2 separate regions of the Zea mays genome follow, and region 2 is linked to region 1. A link is a contact called in public Hi-C data. All regions are on one chromosome and are shown on one strand. The core of a region is the stretch at or near the end of the contact, and the rest is flanking DNA. Distances in the headings are between cores, read along the strand shown. Region 1 holds the start of LOC103647976 (F-box/kelch-repeat protein At2g44130-like). Region 2 holds the start of LOC100217316.

Region 1 (3,311 bases), core at 454-2,953:
TTGGAGATTATGCCTTCGAGATGGGGCGCACGGCAGCTGTTCAACGCTGCCATTGACATGAGATCCGGCGCAATTCCTCAAGCTCCAGATCACACGCATGGCACAGTCCGGTATGTACAGTGGTTTTTATTACTAGTAGGCTAGCGATAGCAAAAGCATGGCTGTAGGGCAAGAGCAACAAACAACAGTCTGTGTCCTTCACCTCGGGACAAAAACACCACACTCATCCAAATTCACTCACCACCAGATCCAAATTCACACTCTCACCACTTTTTTTTCAGATTTTACAACCGCCCATGGCTCCCGCTCCTCCATGTATATCTCTCATTGTTGGCGTCGATCACCATCGTCACCATCCTTGGACGAATCGAAGGCAAGGCGGACTAGTAAGTCAGCGGATGCGCAGATCCATCCATTGCAAACGTAGATCTTGGAGGGGATGAGTCTTCATCGGATCCAGCAACGACGAAAACGGTGCACGTACGTACTAGTAGAAAATGGAGATCCTCAGATCCGGACGGACGCGACGGAGAAGACGAATCCGGCAAACTCCGGCGGCGGGCGGACCACGGTCCAGCTCTTGGTCTTGACGTCGAACACCCAGAGCGCGTGGCGGCCGCCCTCGCCGTCGAGCGCGCCGGTGACCACGACCTTCTCCCCGCCGCCGACGCAGACGGCGCGCGCGGTGCCGGCCTTGAGGCCCGGCGGGTACGGGCCGACCTCGCGCCAGCCGCGGCGGGTGCCCATCCACTCCATGACGGCGTTGCCCTCGATGCACCAGACGCGGCCGCGGACGACGACGTGCGCGGCGGAGGGCGGCGCGCGCACGCGGTCGAGCCTGCGCCACGCGCGCGCCGCCGGGTCGAACCACTCGGCGTCGCGCTCGAACCCACCCTGGCGCGCCGTGCGGTAGCCGCTGACGGCCAGGAAGCGGTCGCCGGCCACGGTGGCCATGCCGTCGCACTCGTCGCGCTCCTCCGACATGTCGGGCAGCGGGTCCCAGGCGTCGGCCCCGGCGTCGTACGCCTCGGCGGTCTTGAGCGCGTTCTTGTGCTTGTCGTGGCCGCCCGCCACGTAGATCTTGCCGCCGGCCTCGGCGCAGGCGAAGAAGGAGCGCGCCGACCGCATGGGCGCGGCGCGGCGCCACCGCCCCGTGGCGGCGTCCAGCACGTGCACGTCCGCCACGGGCTCGAAGGTGCGCGGGTCCCAGCCGCCCAGCACGGCCACGCGGGTCCCCACCGCCGCGCACTGCGCGAACACCGGCACCACGGGGGGCGCGCCGCGCTCCCGCCGCCACTCGCCCGTCGTCACGTTGTACACCGCCACGCCGTACGCCGGGGTGCTGCCGGGCCCGTCGTCGCCGTCCTTGGGCCCGTCGTCGCCGGACGGGTTCCCGAACTGCATCAGGTACACGAGGTCCTCGTTGGCGCCCGCCGCGGCGCGCGCCGACGCGAAGGCCGGCGCCGCGGCGGCGCTCCGCCAGCCGCGGCAGACCCGGCGCATCGCGCGGTGGGAGGCGTGGGGGACGCGCGCCAGGCAGTCCACGGCCACGTCGTCGGGGATGCCAGGGATCAGCTCCACATGCTCCTGGCCGCCGCGGCAGCCGCCTCCGCCCCTTGGAGCCCGCATCTTGCGTGCGAGATGAGCTTATCGCTTGTTCTCTTCCTCTCTCTAGTCGCTCTTGAGATGAGACGAGGGGAATGGGATGTGCTGTGCGGCCTCGCATAGCAGCTGCTAGGCGGTTAAATAGAGGAGTGCCCGTGCGACGTGGCGCTTGGTTATTGGACCGAACGCACAGCGAAGCCGATATAAAAACATTTAGTATAAAGCTGGTGTTTTCTGCCCGGTTTTGACGACGCCTTTTCTGTTTTTATTTGTCGTGGAAAAGTTTGCATCTTTAAGCTAAAACTACTAGGCCTAGTGGACTCCTCAAGCAGGCAGAAAAAAAAACACACACAGACACAGAAAGGATGGAAAGCTTGCAACCTACAGATGGGACCGAAACATTTTTTTTCTTGGTACATGTCGTCTGTGCAATGTCTAGAAGAATGGTCTGATCTTTTCTTTTGGGTGGTGTACAGCGTGTAGATGAGGTCGAGGAGGAGGATGCCAGGAAGGGAAGTGATGTTTCCGTTTGGCAGCAAATGGACGACGCAGGCTGCAAATTAAAGGTGACAGTGACACTGACCTGTGTAGAGCGAGTGGGCCTTTGCCCTTTGCCGCTCTCATAAACCACAAAACCATGGGTGCTGTCCAATTGTTAACGGCCAAATGGTCGGATTATTATTATTATTATTATTATTTTTTGCTGTGCCCGTGATCTCATCCGTGTGCAACAGTCGTCGGCCGCACATCACATGACAGCGTCTCCGGGGTGGGATGGCAGAGTTTTTACATTACAATTATGTTATCTTGCGGATTATTGCAGCCGTGGTTTAGACTTTTTTTCCCGCTGCTCCTGTGTCTGAGTTTCTAAGGGTTTCCTTGTCATGCAAGAATAAATATTTTCTTGAGACCCACTTGTGAATAACATGGGCAGCAGCGACAAAAAATGGAACCGGTCCATGATCAGAAGCTGAAAAATCGTGTGTGTACTACAATACAAGGTGAGCTGCTGCCAAGGGATGGATTCAAGTCGCCATGAACCGAGGCAAGGCAAGGCAGGCGCATTCGGTTGACCACGCTGAAACAGTGAAACCTGGCGGGCGGCGGACGTTGTGTAGCCGGTCCGGTCACACCGTCACATGTTCGGGAAGGCGGCCTCCTTCCTCGGTCTCGGCAAGGCAAGCATGGATTCGGGCGACTGATGATGCTCTCACGAAGCAAGTGCCACGGGAAATGCTAGTATGGTCACCCAAGTCCCAAGGTAAGCGGTGGGCGCGTGATCTGGCAGGGCCGCTTTGGCCGCCGCCGCCTGCCGCGCTTTGGCCGCCGTGAGAGCAGCGTATCGGCGCCAGTTTCTTGGATTCCATGGAAAAACGGGGCCATCCGATCCGATCCAATCCGTCCCCGCCCCGGCGAGCGAGCGAGCCCGTGACACACAGGCCCCAGTCCGACGCGGACTCGTACGCCGATCCTTATCTTGCTCCATGCCCATCATCAATTCTTGAGTCCTGGCGACAAGCATTTGCGTTTACTCGCACGCAGCGCAGCGTCGGAGAGTGTGTCTGGGGGGTGGCGAGACTGGGATGAATGAATGATTGATTGATTCGATGTGGATAAGGATGATGAGGCCACGCGCCAACGACTGGGGGAGGGGCCGGCGGCGCATGTGGCTGGCTGGTCACCCGCCGGGCGCGGGCGGGCCGGAG
Region 2 (3,276 bases), core at 312-2,811, 220 kb after region 1:
TATTTATATTGTCTGATCACAAGAGCCGATGACTTGCATCGAGCATATTCCTTACTTCAGGAACAAAATAACTCATGAGATCTATTGTTTTTGAAGTGCGCTGGTGCTTTTGGTTCGCCGAGCTCTACCAAAAGCAGGGGCATGTGTTGAACACCAAAAGTGGTGAACGGTCTGTGCCCCCTCGATCAGATTGACTCGGGCGATTATCCTTATCTCGTGCATGGTTATCCATCTAATCACGCGGGATCTGTTGGTCATCGCCTAGTAACGGGTCCAGACTCCATATATATATATATATATATATATATATATATATATATATATATGAAATATATATATATATATATATATATATATATATATATATATATATATATGAAGGAGTACGACTGATTGAAAACACTTGAACATATTCTAATAGAACCAATTTACTTTCTTTATCATTCCTGCCCTAAGAGTAGATATAGCGTAGTTATAGTTTTAACTTTCCTCATATCCACCTCCACCCCATTCGACTCTACGTCTCCTATATTTGTCTTGGGTGGTCTGCCGACCCCAAGACGACCATGGGATCTTCCTAGATCCATCCTTCTCATCTTCTTCATCAACTGTCCATAGGCAATTCTATGCTGTCTCGGGACGTCCTCCAAACACGCTTAAATTTCTTACATCGAGTGGCCTACCAATCCGAAGCATCAACTGTCCGTAGGCAATTCTATGCCGTCTCGGGACGTCCTCCAAACACGCTTAAATTTCTTACACCGAGTGGCCTACCAACCCGAAGCGCCATAAGACCTCTCCCCCAGGGGCGAGATCTAGGTCGCATCGAGGAGGAAGAAGACTCTGCGCCATTGTGGACCGTCCAACCCAAAGTACGGACCGTCGGAGCGATGCAGAGAATGCGCTGCTCTTACGCCCAGGCTACGGACCGTCCGGCTCAGTGCCGTGGGCTGTCCGCACCGATGCAGAGAGCACTGCCAGTACTTTTAACAATGAATTAAGTAAAGTTAAAATATATAAAATATATTTTATTATAGATACTTTGATGCATAGTTAGGTACCGATGATGTTGTTTTTTTGAGAAAAAATGGCATAGGGAAAGGATGGAGAGGCCCCAAACCACGAAGCCACAACCACAATCAAATCCGGCTACTCACTGCCATCCGGGCCCCACACCTGAGTCAACCTCATTTCCTCTCTCCTCCCGTACATCGGATCCATACACCGTAGAACGCAATCCGCTCTCTGCAGAACATCGGACGCCCCACCGCACTATACACCGGGTCCATGCAGCCTTCAGATCGTCCACCTCCTGCTCCGATCGGGGAGGCGGAGCGTCGCTGCGGCGCCTACTGAGAGTCTGAGACCGACCCCCGACCTAGCCGCGGTAAATAAATACCCGACTTCGCCGGCGTCCGCGAGCTTCGAGAATACATCCTTCCCCGCGTTTTACCCTAACAACCTAACTAGCTGCGGTTCTCCACTATCACTCGCTGCTACTGCACCTACTTCCTTTCCGCTCTGGTACTGTTGCTGGCTTGCTGCTGCTCTTGGTGGTGGTGGTGGTGGCACCGAAACCCTAGCCCTTGCCCTCATGTCGCAGCAGGAGGCTGTGGACCCGCCTTCGGCGACGGACGAGCGGCTGGGAGGTCTACCGCGGAGCGGCTCCACCAGCCGCCTCAACGCGCAGGCGCCGGAGTTCGTGCCGCGCGCTGCCGCGGTTCCCCCTCCCCCTCCGCAGCAGAAGGTGGTGCGTTTGTTCGCGCCGCCTCCCCACGCGGCGTTCTTCGTCGCGGCACCCCGGCCCCCACCGCCCCCGTTCGAGTACTATGCGGCGGTTGCCACCGGTGGGGGTGGCAGGTTCGGTCCCCCCGCCGCCGCTGCAGAGCAGGAGGCCGAGGCTGAGCAGCCGCCGAGGGACGGGAGCTTTGATGACCCCGTGCCCAAGATCAGAAAGCAGGTGGGTGGATGCTCCTCCTTGTCGTTCCTTGTGATCCCTGATATGATAGACGCAATTAGATCACTAGATCAAGAATAAAACTAGCTCAATCTGTGACATTTTTGTAGTCTCACAAGTTGTTTGTGTCATCCGATGTGCTTTCCAGGAGTCTCACGATGAATGTAATTTGCTTAATTTGGAGCACTTCTTTTAGTCTCACAGATATGCTCGAACTGCCTTGAAAATCTGTTTGCTACTTTAGCCACTTTAGATGTGTTTGTATTGAACAGAAAGGCAAGCATTGTTTAGATCGAACTGCCTGCTTTTGTTTTGCCAATGGTAGTGTTAGTGTAGGAGGCTAGGAGCTGCGTAGTACACATGTTATTTAGTTGATGAGGTGCACAACTGCACATGCTATTTAGTTGAGGTGGAATGGAGGAAGGGGCAGAGCTGGGATCAGCTGACTGGTATAAATCTGGCAAATCATAATATCATATACAAAACCACCGTTTATGTACTCCGGCAATTGCAGTGTCTGGCTCTGCCCCAAAGTTTTGCTAGGCGCTAGGCGGAATCTAGGCGATGACCCTTAGCCTAGGGACTAGTCCAGCCTAGGCTTGCCTAGGCGATGCTAGGCGTTTTTCTAGGCATTTTGCCAACTTATATAATATATACATTTATAGATGGAAAATGGGAATAACAGAGGAGATGAGAGGAGAGAAGCAGGGGACGAGGAACAAACCTTGGGCTGTCTGCTGTCGCGCGTACAGGAGAGAAACCTTCAGCAAGCAGTAGCCGCCCGCGTACAGGAGAGAAACAAGATTGGGAGGAGAGAAGCAAGTTTTACCGCGTACAGGAGAGAAGCAAGCAGCTACAGGGGTCCGGCGTACAGGAGAGAAGCAAGCAGCTACAGGGGTCTTCTCTACCGCGTGTTTTCTCTCCTTCCTTCCTTTTCTGGCGTACAGTCCTTTTCTGCGCGCGCCAGCCTTTTCTCTACCGCGCGCGTCCTATTCTTTCCCCCGCGCGCGCCCTATTTCCCCCCCCCCCCCCCCCGCGCGCGACCTCCCCCCCCCCCCCCCCGCGCCATTTTCTCTCCTACGCGGCCGCCTGGGCTCCTGGGCGCGCGGAATCGCCGCTCGGCGCCGCCTAGGCGCTCCAAACGCCTAGCAGCCCGCCTACCCCCCTAGTCCAGGTGGGAGGCCGTGGCCTAGCGCCTAGGCGTGTCGTAGTTGTGGATTTTCAAAACCCTGCTCTGCCCCTGAATGGACCTGCTAGCAATTGAAAATTCTGGTATTTTCCTATTTGTGTACTTTAGTATCTGTTAGGATGAATCATGT

What was found. A called contact is a pair of places that touch in the nucleus more often than the background predicts.
Region 2: a contact with region 1 is called in a Hi-C map of ear, with 2.1 times the contacts expected there. The contact joins the promoter of LOC100217316 here to the promoter of LOC103647976 in region 1. A contact is called at or near these places in 3 of 25 Hi-C or Micro-C datasets (bundle sheath, ear and tassel).

The regions. Positions count from the first base shown.
Region 1 is chr2:226,439,015-226,442,325 of Zm-B73-REFERENCE-NAM-5.0, forward strand. It overlaps LOC103647976 (F-box/kelch-repeat protein At2g44130-like), which reads right to left and starts at 1,704. Exons shown (of 1, transcript NM_001322111.1): 1 at 112-1,704. The coding sequence starts at 1,629. The coding sequence ends at 508. It overlaps LOC111590837 (a long non-coding RNA gene), which reads left to right. Exons shown (of 2, transcript XR_002749979.2): 1 at 1-110; 2 at 2,082-2,448.
Region 2 is chr2:226,660,510-226,663,785 of Zm-B73-REFERENCE-NAM-5.0, forward strand. It overlaps LOC100217316, which reads left to right and starts at 1,562. Exons shown (of 10, transcript NM_001359585.1): 1 at 1,562-1,960. The coding sequence starts at 1,595.